Linked DNA regions of Sus scrofa: all the other regions are linked to region 3. Evidence: chromatin contacts called from public HiChIP or PLAC-seq data. All regions are on one chromosome and are shown on one strand. Each heading gives the region's core, a stretch centred on a gene start, on an enhancer-like site or on the middle of the called end of the contact. The rest is flanking DNA. Distances are from core to core; before and after follow the strand shown.

Region 1 (4,394 bases), core at 720-3,219, 120 kb before region 3:
TGCCTCTGTTATCTCACTCGTGGTTAGGTAGGCTCAGCCCAAGGGGGAGGCCTCTATACCTGGCCATATGTCTGGCCAGGCGTGGAGACTCTGAAGGCTGAGTCTCCTCTGGTGTTTAGATCCCCTTTTGCTGGCATTTCACACTCCCAGTTCAGGGAAGCAGGCTGGCCTCTTACATGGGTCCAGAAAGTCTTCTTGGTGGTCCTTCCCACCACATCATCATGAACTCACAGCAATTTGTGCACATTTCCAAAGTGGCATTGACCTCACTGCTTGTTAATGACTGATGTGTATATCTGGCTCCTCCTCTGGACCCCAAGCTGGTGGAGCGGAGGTTAAGCCCTACCTTTGGATCCTCTGTGCCTCGCCCAGTGTCTGACAGACGCTTGATGATGTTCACGGACCCTCCTTGAGTGGATAAAACAATCTCTTCCCTGCTTCCTTCTCGGATGGATCCTCTATTCCTCCACTTTCTTCCCTTTAAAATTAGGATGAGGTTTAAAAGCACAGTGGTCAAGATGCAAAGCACTCACCCTGAGTCTCCGATGCATAAGCTGAGGATTTGATCTGCTATTGTATTCTGAGTGTTATGTCCTGTCTGGGACACCTACTCCCTCTATCAGCTCACCATGTGCTCAGGGCTGCTGGGCAAGAGGACACTGGGAGGGAAAGACTAGAAAGACTGAGTCAGAGAAGGCTGGTGATGAAATTTGAGTCCGTTGGGGTTGCCAGCTTAAACCCTCATTGAGAGAGGAAGCTCAGGCCCAGGGAGGAGTTCTCCCTGCTCAAGGTCACCGGACAGTCCAGTCCAGTCCAGCCTCCAGTTTAGGAGGCAAGACCAGTTCTCCCAGGAGCTGAGCCCTTTGCGGGCAGGCAGGCAGGCTTCAGGTCGGAGGTGAAGCAGGACCTAGTGGAAGACTGGGGCAAGACTTTGGGGCTTGCAGCATGTGAAGGATGAGAAACTCCACTGGGTCTCTCCCTTTTCCCACTAGGGCACGTGCTCGCCAACTGGATTTGGAAGTCTCCTGACCCGTTTGTCCTCAGGGATCAAAGAAATGACTCAATGAAGCACTTAGGACATCATTGGCACTAGGGGGTGGGGTATGATTCAGGAGTCATCACTCACGGATTCTTATTTGTGGCCTCCTCCCTGCCCCTTCAAGCCAGGGATCTCGGGATTCAGGGATCCACCGCTTGAGACCCTTCCCTGGCTCTGACACTCCAGACACTTTTTTCGCGTCTCCACCTGCCAAGCAGTCTCTGTGCCCAAAGAAGACACCTGGACCGCAACTCCGGGGCGGGGAGGCGGCTCCACTCAGCTGCCTCGTGCTTGCCTCCCACATGGAAGGCAGGATCTCAGGACCCCTGGAGCTTCCGACCTCCCCTTGATCCTGCGCGGGCCCACCCTCACCCGAAGCTCCTCAGGCTTTTCTGCCCCTGCCCGGCCTTCTCTGCTGCGGGGACTGTCCCCCTCTCCCCCACCCACTCCGGCTCGCGTCCGGGCGGGTGTCGGTCCCCTCCGCTCGCCCCCACCCCCTTCCTCTCCCTCCTGCTTTTTCCTCCGTCGCTCCGCCCCCACGCCCCGCCCCTCTCCGCCGGGGCCCGCGTCCCCCCAGCCCATTCCCCATCCCGCGAGACCCCCTCCCTCAGAAGGGGGTGTGGGGAGGGGGAGCCCCGCGGCCTAGGCCCCCGCCCTCCCCGCGCGCCCCGCCCGAGCGCGCGCGCCCGCCGCCCCCCTCCGCGGCCTCCGGCTCCCCGCCTCCCCGCCTTCCCCTCCTCCTGGTGACGTCCGGGTCCCTGCCCGTCTGAAAACTCCGCGCCGCGGCGGTGGAGGCGGCGGCGGCGGCGGCGGCGGCAGCGGCGGCGGCGGCGGCGGCGGCGGAGGAGGAGCACCGGCGAGCCGAGGAGGCGGCGGCGGCGGCGGCCCGAGCGGGAGCCCAAGCGGCAGCGGCGGCCGCGGGAGCCGCGGGGAGCGCGGGGGCGGCCCGGAGCGCCCGGGGTCCCCGCGCCCCGCTCGCCCGCCGCGCTCCGAAGATGGTGGCGGCGCCGTGCGCCCGGAGGCTGGCCCGGCGTTCGCACTCGGCGCTGCTCGCGGCGCTCACCGTGCTGCTACTGCAGACGCTGGTCGTGTGGAATTTCAGCAGCCTAGACTCCGGGGCCGGGGAGCGCCGCGGGGGCGCAGCGGCTGGCGGCGCGGAGCAGCCGCCCCCGGCCCCGGCCCCGCGCCGAGAGCGCCGGGACCTGCCCGCCGAGCCAGCTGCAGCCCGAGGAGGAGGAGGCGGCGGCGGCGGAGGACGGGGGCCCCCGGCGCGGGCGCGGGGAGGCGGCCCCGGAGCACCCCGCGTGCAGCAGCTGGCCAGCCGGGGGGCACTGGCCTCGCGGGCGCTGGTAAGATGCCCTTTGGGCTCGCGTCCCGGAGGGAAGGAGGGAGATAGGCGGTTGCGACCCCGCGCCCCCCAGCCCTTGAACCTCGCTCAGGAGACTGGGACTCCCCAAGCCTTCTGGCTCCACATCGCTTTCCCCTGGAAACCAGGATGGGGGTCCCAGCTCAGGCTCACGGGCCGAGGGCTGCCCCCTTGGGGTCTGGGGAAGTTATCTCCGGAGGAGGTGCTTTGGGGGGTTACCAGAGCCTGGCTGGGTTCCTGTCTCCCGTCACTCTCCCTCGGCGCCCCGACTTGCTCTGTGCATATGGGTGTTGGTGCCTCCCTCCCGGTCTGAGAGAGTGGCCGTGCCCGGGACCTTCAGCCGCTGCCTGGGCGGTGGTGCTCACTGCATCGCTTGGGTTTTGGCCGAGCTGGGATGTATACCCCTCGGTCCTCTGCTTGCTGCCTAGTTGTCTTTGCCTGGCCTGAGAGGAGGTCCGAGATCAGTGCCCCAAGTCCTCAGTCGTGCCCTGGAATCCAGATTCAGTTTTGGGTGCCTGGTCTTACTCTGGGTCTCCTGTCTAACATCCCTGGATGCCTGAGACGCATGTCTGCCTCTTCCACGTCTAACCTTGCCCTCTCCTCCGCCCTCTCTGACTTTCCTCGCCCTGCGCTCCGGTGTCAGGGCATGGCCGCAATCTGGGTGTTTGTGTCTGGCCCTCTGTCTTGAGTATGGCTAATTCCTGTCACCAGCTGTGTGGCCGATCACAGCATCACGACTTAAGCTCCTGTGGGTTTACTTTGCCCTCCTTGGGTGTGAACAGCACAGACTCTGAAACTGTGCCTTCCGCAGATCTTCTGGGGCCATCTGAGTGGCTTCCTTCCCTGTCCCCAACTTCTCCAGGGTGCCTTTCACACCTTCTGTGGGCCTGGCTTAGCCCACTCTGCTCGGAGCTCGCAGGGTACGTCCCCAGTCTCCACACCCTGTGGGCGTGAGTGTCTGTCTTGAGGGAGAACGATGTGCTGAGTGTCTGTCTGTTATTTTCATCTTCCTGCCTGCCTAACAGAACTTCTCTGGGGCCTTGGGGACATTATACACCAGGGCGTAGTTTGAGGATCTTGGGCCGTGAATGCACATCTCTGTCGTCTGTCACTTCGGGAGCCCTCACTGAAGGCTGCCTGCTGCATCCGAAGACAGAGCATGATGCTCTTTGCTCTGCTAAACTTCTTTGGAGTCGAGGTGACTGTCTTTGCCAAAGCCTGGCTCTTTGGTGACTGTCGGCTGAGCCAGGGCAAGATGTGAGGCGATGGCATCTCGCGTTGCTGGCTGATCTGTGTGGGTAGCAGGGAGATGTCTTTTCTCCATTTGCGAATGGGAGAGTGGAGTGAGGTTCCTGATAGAGGACCAGAACATTCGGAGTGTCTCTTATTTATAGCAGAGAGTACTCTCAGACACTGCCTTTGAACTCCGGGAGTGAATAGTGATGTGTTTGGGCAGAAACGCAATTAGAAGTTCTTTCTGGATCCCAGAGCCCTAAGGGGAGGTGGTGTGGGAGGGGGTTCAGGACGTGCACCGTGAGCCCACAGAACGAACCCACGAGGATGGACACGGAGGTGTGGGGCTGTGCATCTGGGGTCCAGACAGCCCTTAGGAGATGCCTTTTCAGTGCACATCCCACCTGTTGAAATGAGTGGAGAGTAGGGAGGAGGCCCTGTTGGCTGCTTTCCTCCTGGGCCTCTGACATTTTGAGACTTTCGTCCACACCTGCTCTTTGCACGTTCAGTGCTGTGTCTCCCTCTCTCATCCCCCAGCCCAGATGCACAGAAGTTTGCAGTTGGGAAGGGAGGTGGGAACGTGGCATTTTTCCTTTTTTATTCCTTTTGGAATGCCAGTTCCAGCCACGGAGTTGCTCTGCTTTTCGGAAACTGCTTTCCCTGCAAGTTCAGTGACGGTGCCCCTACACACATCTCCCAGGGTCTCCATTTCTTCTGATAGATACATATATTTCTTTTTGCCTTTTTTTCTGCACT
Region 2 (4,413 bases), core at 1,413-3,912, 88 kb before region 3:
GGAGTCACATCTTTAAGGAATTAAAGCAAGGGTCAAAAACCCAAATGCCATTAAGGCCAGGCAGGTGGATAAGTCTCTTCTGTGGGTCAGGTGTAGGGTAATAGGGCATGGTGGGGATTGTGGTGAATAGAAGAACAGATAGGCTATCTTAAGTGGACAGGAGCTTCTTGGCTCCAGCTGTCTGTAGCTATGAGAGAATAGCCCCAGCATTATCTGCTCTTTCAAGTTCTAAAAGAAACCAGAAAGTTGGATTTTTCGCTGTGATCTCATATATATTGACAACTAACACAAGTTTATTTATTTATTTTATTAACACCCTGTGTGAACCAAACAAAACCTTTTGGTGGGCTGGGATTTGTCCTGCCAATTATGAATTAAATAATCATAGTGAGAAGAATAATAAATTTAACAAGATAGCTACCATTTATTTAATGCTCACTGTGTGCCTGGCACTAATTATTTCTTTCAGTCATCAGAACAGAGGTGGGTGCTGATGTTACCCCATTTTACAGGTGAGGGTAGGTAAGATGCTCACAGACACACCATTAGTTAGTGTGGGAACTTTGCTTTTCTCTCTTTTTTTTTTTTTCTTTTTAGGACTGCACCCAGGCACATGTAGGTTCCCAGGCTAGGGGGCTAATGGGAGCTGCAGCTACAGGCGTACACCACAGCCACAGCAATGGCAGATCCGAGCCATTTCTGCAACCTACACTGCAGCTCACGGCACCACCGGGTCCTTAACCCACTGAGCTGAGCAGGGCCATGGATCGACCCTGCATCCTCATGGATGCTAGTTGGGCTCATTACCCCTGAGCCACAACAGGAACTCCGGAACTTGGCTTTCCTGGATCCCTTGCCTTTGCCTTCAATTCCTTTGTGATACTGACTCCCACACCCACCGGAGATATTCAGCCTGGGTTATCTCAGATCAAAGCAGAGAGCCAGGAGGAGATTACATAAGGAAGCTCAGATTTTATTGGGCAACTGTGTGCCATAGGCCATACTCAGAATTTTCAAATAAAAACATATTGAACCTTTGCATTGACACAGTTGTGTCACCATCGGCAGATGAGACTCTGTTTCTGCTTTCCCAAGGTGCCATAGCTAGGGAGGGGCACAGGTGGGACTGGAATCCAGGTCTGTGTGTCCCTAAGGCCCGTGGTCTTACTACTCTCCTGCATAATTAAGGTTGAAGAATTGACAAAGAACTGAGACAGATAACTAAGAATACGGTTATACTGACTATAACCCGAAATGGATATGGATCCTCATTCAGACAGTCATCCCCATTTATAATTTGTTGACTTGTATGAGTTGATAAAATAGCAAACATTTGACAGCAGTGTGTATTTCCATGTTGAAAATTGTTCTCAGGAAAGTCTTTGTTCTCTGCCTTTTGTATTAATTGGCCCTGGGATGGTGAAGTGCAGATTCATCTAAGGCCTTCAGATGGACGACCTAGTTTTGGCTCTAGAATTGCCAAGCATCCTCTCACCCACCCTCGTCTTCATAGTACAAAGAAATTTACCGTTTATATGTTTAGACCCGTGCATCCCACAACATAGGATGTGTTCTGTTAGCGGTATTCAAATCCATCGTATGTGGCACTGTGTTCATTACCTAATGTGCATAAATTACACCTTAGACTTAGTGGCTTCAAACAGTGGATGTGTATCATCTCAGTTTCTGTGGGTCAGGGATCTAGAAGCAGCTTAACTGAGTGTTCTGATCCAGGGTCTCTCTTGAACCTCATTTTCTAAATTTTTCTCAGTGAACATGTATTACTTTAATTAGAAAAGATAACGAAAGTTATCCATTCATTCTGCATTTGAGCTGGTGGCTAGAGCTGTGGTCTCATCCAAAGGCTCATCCGAGGGGAAGATCCACTTGCCAGCTCGCTCACAGGGTTGTCAGCAAGCCTTTGGTTTCTCACAGGCTGTTGGACTGAAGGCCGTGGTTTCTTGCTGGTGTTGAGCTGGAGGCCTTTTTTGGTTCTTCACCATAGGGCAGCTCATAATATGGTAGGTGGATTCCCCCAGAATCAGTGATCCAAGAAGGAGAACTGTAGGAAAAGGAGCACCAAAAATGGGAGCTGTGGTCCTTGTGAAACTGAACTTCGGGCATAAAATACCATCACTTCTGCCATATTCCGTTCATTTACGTGAGGCGCTAAATCCAGCTCACCCTTAAGGGAAGGAATTTGCAGAAGAGAATGACTAGTCCCGTCCAGAAGAGAGGCAAACCAGTGCTCAGCCCCTTTGCTGCAAGTATTGCCGAGCATGATTTGGCCCTGGGGAGATGGTGCTGGAATCTAGGAAAGTGAATTTCACACTTATTTTTAAAACTGGCCAGATTTACATTCCTTCATACTTCCGAAAGGCCCCCACCCCCAAGAACAGTTTTCTATAATTGGTGCGCGGAGAGAGACACTTTGAAGGAGTGGTCTGATTCCCCCTTTCCCTCTCGTTTCTTTATCTGGATAACTGCTGTGTGAAAAGTAGGGTGTTGGTCTTGTTGGACCTGGTGACATTTTTTTCCAGGGCGACACTCCAAGAGAGATACAATTCCAAGTGTTGCAATGTGGACAAGGGTGCATGCCAAGCAGATGTGGGTGACATTGGCTTAACGTGGGACCGTTTCCTGGAGCGGTCCCAACACACATTTGGTACAGATAAAGATCGCTTGTCCCCAGATGCCTTCTTGGTTTCCTTCGAGCCAAATGTGATTGGAGACAGAGGATGTTGGGCTTGAAAAGTGTGTATCTGTGGCCATGTGTGGGGGCTCAGCCCAGGGAAATGCCAGTAAAGTGGGAAGCAGGCAGCTTGTACCCCGCATAGGCCCAGATGGTCCCGGCCGTCTTGCCTTCCTGAGATGTTGGGATTTTGGCAAGCATTTTTTTTTTTTTTTTTTTAAATCCTTGACATCATCTTTGGTGTAGTTTGTGGCACAGTGTTGTAAATGTGACCCAGGGACTGAGTCACATGACCGGTAGTCCCATGACCTGCATTCAGGGCCTGGCTTCACTGGGTTTGCCTCTCTGTAAAATGGGACCTGTAATACTTGCCTGTCAGAGAAGGGTCTTATGCGGATTAAATGAGATAGTGCAGTGGGATCGTTGAGCCTGGGTCTGGCAACCAGGATGTACACAAAAGAGCCAGTTATCATTATTGTTGTTATTCTGATCAGCCGTCTCACGTGGCCTTCTAGACCGTTCTCTCTGGGAAGCACAAGCGTTAGAGAAGGGAGTATGTCTTCATTTCCCCGTGTGACCTGAGCAGTTATATAAAACCCCATGCTCCTATATTATGAGCTTAACAGAAATGCTAATTTTACAAAGAGGCAAGCGCCAGTGGAGACTTAAATTGTGCTTCTGAGCTGTTACGTAATTCTTCAGCACATCTCATTTAATCATAGTATATTGAGGCCATGCCTTAGTTCTGTTGTCATTTGAATAGATGCCTTTCTGGATTCCTACCTCTAACTCCAACAAATTCCTCAGGGTACCTTTCTGCTTTCCATTTTTATAGAATGACCTTGTTCCCAGCCCATAGCTTAAAAGCTGGGAGTGATTGCAGTAGCTTTAAATAAGATGATCAAATGCAGTTGAGCAGGCCTTGGCTGAGCCCCTAGTATGTGCCAGCTGCCATGTCTCTAGGCTGGTGATACCAATGTCAGAGCCACGGTGAACTTTCTGAAAGGCCAAAGGGCATTGTGGTTGCCAGCAGGGACCCTGGAGCCAGGCAGCTGTGGTTCAGATCCCTCCTCCTCCTCCTGTCTGTGTGACCTTGGGCAAGTCCCTTCACCTCTCTGAGCCCTGATTGCCTCGGCTCTAAGATGAAGATATTAATAGTACCTGCCCACCTTTAGTTGGCCGTAAATGAAGTCCTATGTTTCATGCTTGCTTTGGTACCTAAGCATCATGCGCAGCTTCTGTCCCCAGCCACTCACAGGCAAGTGAGACAGGAAGAAAAAGAAGCAGATGAGAGATTTGAGAAGATGAAGCCCTGGAGAGAGGGTGCTGGGTGTTTGGTACTCTGGATTCCCTCTGGCCACCTGTTGGTCTTATCTGGAGAAGCCATGCTGTCTCGGCTGTGCCATTGGTTGTTGGCCACCAACTCTCTCCCCTGGCCCCACATCTGCTGTCTGCGTGTCCTTCCCCAGACCATCATCTCTGGCGGGCGGGCGTGCTCTGTGCGGCTCCTGCCTGAACGTCAGCCCCTCGCCTAGAGCCTGGTGTAAGGCAGGAACTTGGCAAATATTTTTTGGAATGGGTCCATGACAGTTCCCGACATTTTCTTTTTCCTCATCAGGAACAGTTTACCTGCACAGGCTCTGAGGCCAAACTTAGATGTAACCAAAGGCGCAGCTGCCATCCGACAGAGGCAGCCTGAAATAGCCCCTGGGCCCCTCGTC
Region 3 (4,559 bases), core at 824-3,323:
GTTCCACCCACTCCCCCACCCTCACCCCGACAGGCCCCTCCCTTGGGGCATGGTCTCGGTGGCACTCCCTGCACAGACAAGATTGTCTATCCTTTTAGGGCGTCAGCTGCCAAGCCGCTTAAGGCAGCCTGGACCTGGTCGCCCTGTGCAGCCACTTGGTAGGGCAGAGAGGGGCCTTGTGGACTTTGCAGCACATCACCTGGCTTGCCACTTGCCCTGAGACCTGCCACCTGCCGGCTGATGTCCCCATACCTCAGTGTCTCTGAAAAACACCAGGGCACCAGCAGTAGCCCCAGGGTGTTAAAATGCCTTAACCAGCAGAACCATGCATGGCTGGGAGTATGGATTGTCCCCTTACAGTCCTGGGTTCGAGTCCTGGCCTCTTCACTTACTGAATGTATCCCTTTCAACACGTGTTTCAGCCTCCTGGGACTCAGTGTCCCCCCTGGTTAAAGCAGCTGTGACGACGACGGCCTCCTCAGGGATCTTTAGAGAAGGAGGTGAGGACACCTCATCGTCACTTATAAAAACTAACCTCAGCCTGCTTTCTCTTTTGTGTGCGGGGTGAGGACTCCAGGCTCCTTGCGTGTTCCCAGCCCATGCCCTGGTCAGGGTGAAGACGCCAAGAGGTCCCTTTGCAGGGATTGGTTGTCCTGTTTCTGGAACATTCTCCCTTCTCTATTTGGATGGCTGGTTCCCTCTTTGCAGAGAGGGAAGTAACATTGGTTAAAATGCCAGCATGTATTTGGCTGCTGAGCCTGGTGCCTGAGTCCTGTGAGTGGGCCGGGTGGGCTATTTGCCTGCATACAGGGCAGGGGTAGCTGTGTTGTCACCACAGGAGCAAAGGCCAGGCCCACTGGGACTCTGGGCTGTCGGCAGACTGACAGAGGCAGGCATGGTTCTTCTAATGAAGAAGCATCTTCTTGAGGTGAGGGTGTGTTCCAACACAGCCTGGCAGTGCAACCGCACCCGGTTGGCTGTCCCCATACAGCTTCCTCAAACAGCCGGCTGCCAACCAGCAGTAGCCCCAGGGCGGCGGGCGGGGCCAGGTCTCATCAATTCTTCTGGCTCCAGCCTGCAGGCCCCCCGCCCTCTTTTTTTGTCTTTTTAGGGCCACCCCCGAGGCATATGGAGGTTCCCAGGTTAAGGGTCTCATCGGAGGTGTAGCTGCCGTCCTACACTAGAGCCACAGCAACGCAGGATCTGTGCCGAGTCTGCAGCCTACACCACAGCCGGATCCTTAACCCACTGAGCGAGGCCAGGGATCGAACCTGCGTCCTCATGGATACCAGTCAGATTTGTTTCTGCTGCGCGATATTGGGAACTCCGTGCATGCACCTTTTAGAGGTCTCCCTTCCCCAGGGTGGCCCCCTTCACCCTGCTCATCCACCAGGTTTGCTCAGCCAAGGCACTCCTGCCATTTGGGACTGGATCCCTTGTCATTGTGGGGGCTGTCCTATGAGGGTGACCTGGTCTCTCCCTACCAGATGCCAGTGGCACCACCGCCTCCCCAGTTGGAACCACCCCAGATATTTCCAGACACAGCCAGTGTCCCCTAGCGACACGCTGACCCCAGTTGAGAACCCCTAGCCTGACCCGGTGTGGTTCGCAGGGACTGTGATGAAACGGTGCTGGGAGGGTTAGGTCAAGTCCACTGCTTGCGGAAACCCCCTCCCCCCTTGCCGCCACCACCCTCAATCTCGTTGGATTTTAAGTCTTTGCGCTCAAGGGACTTCATATGGGCCAGGGTCATAAACAAATTAGCACATGCTAATTTGAGTGTGGGTCAGATGAGGTAGAAAGGAAAATGCGAATGTTCCAGCAAACACTGAGGCACAGAAAGATAAAGGGCCCTGGGCTGGAGACCCCCAACCCCAGCTCTGAACCCTGGGTGCGTTACTTTTAGCTCAAGTGCCTGGTGGGGAGAGGGCCGCCTTTCAGGCGGGGCTCGTGAAGCCGGCAAGCGCGGGGTTGGCACATTCGCTGTGGTTTGGCTGTCTCAGGAGGGTGTGGGCTTGTCTGACACCCGGAAATAGTCTGTGGCTTTGGGACTGACTCTGTAACGTGTTCAGACCGGCTGGTTTCCCTCCCTGGTTACTGAGCTGACACTGTGCTGCAGTCACATCAGCTGCTCTTGTCTCCCTGGGCTCCATGAAAGGGGCCTATGTGCGGAGTGTTGGCTTATGACAAGCGGGCCGCTGTGTGCCCCTGGACATTGCTTGTTTCTGTGTTAGTTTATCATTGAGAGTTTCTCCACCCTGTTCCCGGTGGCTGGAAACATCTTTGTTCTTAATTTTTGCTCCTTTATTTATATTTTTGAATTTTCCTTCTGGGACTTGAGGTCTTTTTCTGGATTTGTTTTTCATCGTTGCTCTGATCAATAGTATATTGTGTTCTCCTCTTATTATGTTATCAAATAGTTCATTCAATGAATATTTGTTGAGGGCCTGCTCTGTGCCAGATACTGTTTTAGGGGCTAGAGATACAGCAGCGAACAAGGCAGACCCTCCTGCCGTCGCATTCTCTCTTTCTAGCCAGATGGTAAATGAGAGATGTGTGTTTACATGTTACATCAGGTGGGGGCAAGTGCTACGGAGGGAAGTTAGGCAGGAGAGGGGTGGGCCAGGCCTGGTCAGTTGAGGAGGGGTTGCCCTTTGACATTGGCGGGGCTGTGCGAAAATGAGGCCATGTTTGAGTAGAGACCTGAAGAGCGCGGGTGGGCAAGGAACAGGGAGCAGCCAGTGCAAAGGCCCTGAGGTAGGAGGTGCTCGGCATGTGGTTGCATCATAGAAACCAGTGTGGCTAACGCAAGAAAGAATAAGTGTGTGTGCTGGGGGGATGTGGGACCAGATCATTAGGATCTTGTTAAACCAGAAAGGACTTTTGCCTGTACTCCCTGCTGGGAAGCCTCTGAAGGAACTTGAGCAGAGGCGTGACATGGCCTGACTTTAAAATTGGGATTGGTTGTAGTCCTGCTGAAACTGCACTGTCGCTGGTCAAGGGCAGGCCCAGGAAGATGAGCAAGGAGGTGGCTGTTGCAGTAGCCAGGGCAGTGCAGCGGTGGCTTGGACCAGAGTGTTCACAGTGGAGGAGGGCAAGAGAAGAGGTTCGATTGTGGATTCTGCCGAGAGCAGAGCCGACTGGATTTACTGTAGGTGGGAAGCATATGAAGTAATACAAGCACATGATAAAAGATAAATCAAATAATACAAGTGAGTAGCAAGGGAAAAGTAAATCCTTATACTCCTTTTTCCAGTCTTCAGAGGCAACTGTTATTAGCAGTTTTCTTACTTCTCCTTCTAGTAGTTTCTTTGCATATTACTGTGTGTGAGGGGAGGCATTTTGTCTCAATGAAAAAGAATCTAAAGAAACGTATTTTAGGAGTTGCTGTCATAGCTCAGCAGTAACGAACCTGACTAGCATCCATGAGGACTCAGGTTCGATCCTTGGCCTCGCTCAGTGGGTTAAGGATCTGATGTTGCTATGAGCTGTGGTGTAGGTCACAGACAAGGCTCAGATCCTATGTGGCTGTGACTGTGGTGTAGGCTGGCAGCTGTAGCTCTAATTCGTCCCCTGGAAACTTCCATATGCCCAGGGGTGGCCCTAAAAAGACAAAAAAAAAAAAAAAAAAAGGAAAAAAGAAACATATTTTATAATAACTGACTGTTCCTCTCTGTATCTTAGATGTCGATTTCTGTCAGCAGCTATCACTCTTCCTCATTGTTTTTAACTGCCTTCTATTTTCTCCAGTGCTCAGCCTGGTGTCTGGTTTGTAGTAACTATTCAATAAATATTCATTGAATGGGAGTTCTGGTCATGGCTCAGCATTTAATGAACCTGACTAGTATCCATGAGGACACAGGTTTGATTCTTGGCCTTGCTCAGTGGGTTAAGGATCCAGCATTGCCGTGAGCTGTGGTGTAGGTCACAGACGTGGCTTGGATCCTGTGTGGCTGTGGTGTAGGCCGGCAGCTAGAGCTCTGATTCAACCCCTAGCCTGGGAACTTCCATATGCAGCAGATGCAGCCCTAAAAAGACTAAAAAAAAAAAAAAAAAAAAAAAAAAATCATTGAATGAATTAAATACTCCATCATCTATTTAACTGATTTCTTACTAGTGGACATTTAGATTGTTTCTCTCTCTCTCTCTCTGTGTGTGTTCCCTGTCCTTTTTTGTTTGTTTTTTTTGTTGTTGCTTTTTAGGGCCACACCTGTGGCATATGGAGGTTCCCAGGCTAGGGGTTGAATCAGAGACACAGCTGCAGGTCTACACCACAGCCACAGCAACGCCAAATCCTTAACCCACTGAGCAAGGGCAGGGATCAAACCTGTTTCCTCATGGGTCCTAGTTCGATTCGTTTCCGCTGCGCCACAGCGGGGACCCCTCTGTCCCCTATGTTAATGCTGCCATCCCTGTACACAGATCTTTCCACAGCTGCGTGTGTGTGTCTGGGGGGTGAATGCTTACACTGGGGATGACGGGCTCAGAGGGGGTGTGTGTGTTAGGTTTTGACAGGCCTGGCGGAACCTTCCTATTCAGAGGTTTCTTCACATTGCCTA

Evidence for each region. HiChIP or PLAC-seq counts read pairs in DNA pulled down with a chosen protein or histone mark.
Region 1: a contact with region 3 is called in an H3K27ac HiChIP or PLAC-seq map of alveolar macrophages. The contact joins the promoter of XYLT1 here to the enhancer-like site in region 3. A contact is called at or near these places in 1 of 5 promoter capture datasets (fetal skeletal muscle), 7 of 47 Hi-C or Micro-C datasets (blood, embryonic fibroblasts, fetal heart ventricle and 2 more) and 2 of 2 datasets of contacts at active chromatin or transcription factors (alveolar macrophages and skeletal muscle).
Region 2: an H3K27ac HiChIP or PLAC-seq map of skeletal muscle shows a contact between it and region 3. The contact joins two enhancer-like sites. A contact is called at or near these places in 3 of 47 Hi-C or Micro-C datasets (psoas muscle and skeletal muscle) and 1 of 2 datasets of contacts at active chromatin or transcription factors (skeletal muscle).

Annotation. Positions count from the first base shown.
Region 1 is chr3:27,490,204-27,494,597 of Sscrofa11.1, reverse strand. It overlaps XYLT1 (xylosyltransferase 1), which reads left to right and starts at 1,969. Exons shown (of 12, transcript XM_021086555.1): 1 at 1,969-2,388. The coding sequence starts at 2,035.
Region 2 is chr3:27,458,535-27,462,947 of Sscrofa11.1, reverse strand. The region is part of intron 1 of XYLT1 (xylosyltransferase 1); the gene reads left to right. Among named protein-coding and RNA genes, the nearest start is that of XYLT1, 32 kb to the left of the region's middle. Within about 2 kb of position 2,662, at least 4 of the 83 cell types and tissues checked have an H3K27ac peak or open chromatin away from gene starts, as enhancers often do. A contact at or near this core is called in skeletal muscle, where this site is marked.
Region 3 is chr3:27,370,030-27,374,588 of Sscrofa11.1, reverse strand. The region is part of intron 2 of XYLT1 (xylosyltransferase 1); the gene reads left to right. Among named protein-coding and RNA genes, the nearest start is that of XYLT1, 120 kb to the left of the region's middle. Within about 2 kb of position 2,073, at least 37 of the 83 cell types and tissues checked have an H3K27ac peak or open chromatin away from gene starts, as enhancers often do. A contact at or near this core is called in alveolar macrophages, embryonic fibroblasts, skeletal muscle and 1 more, where this site is marked.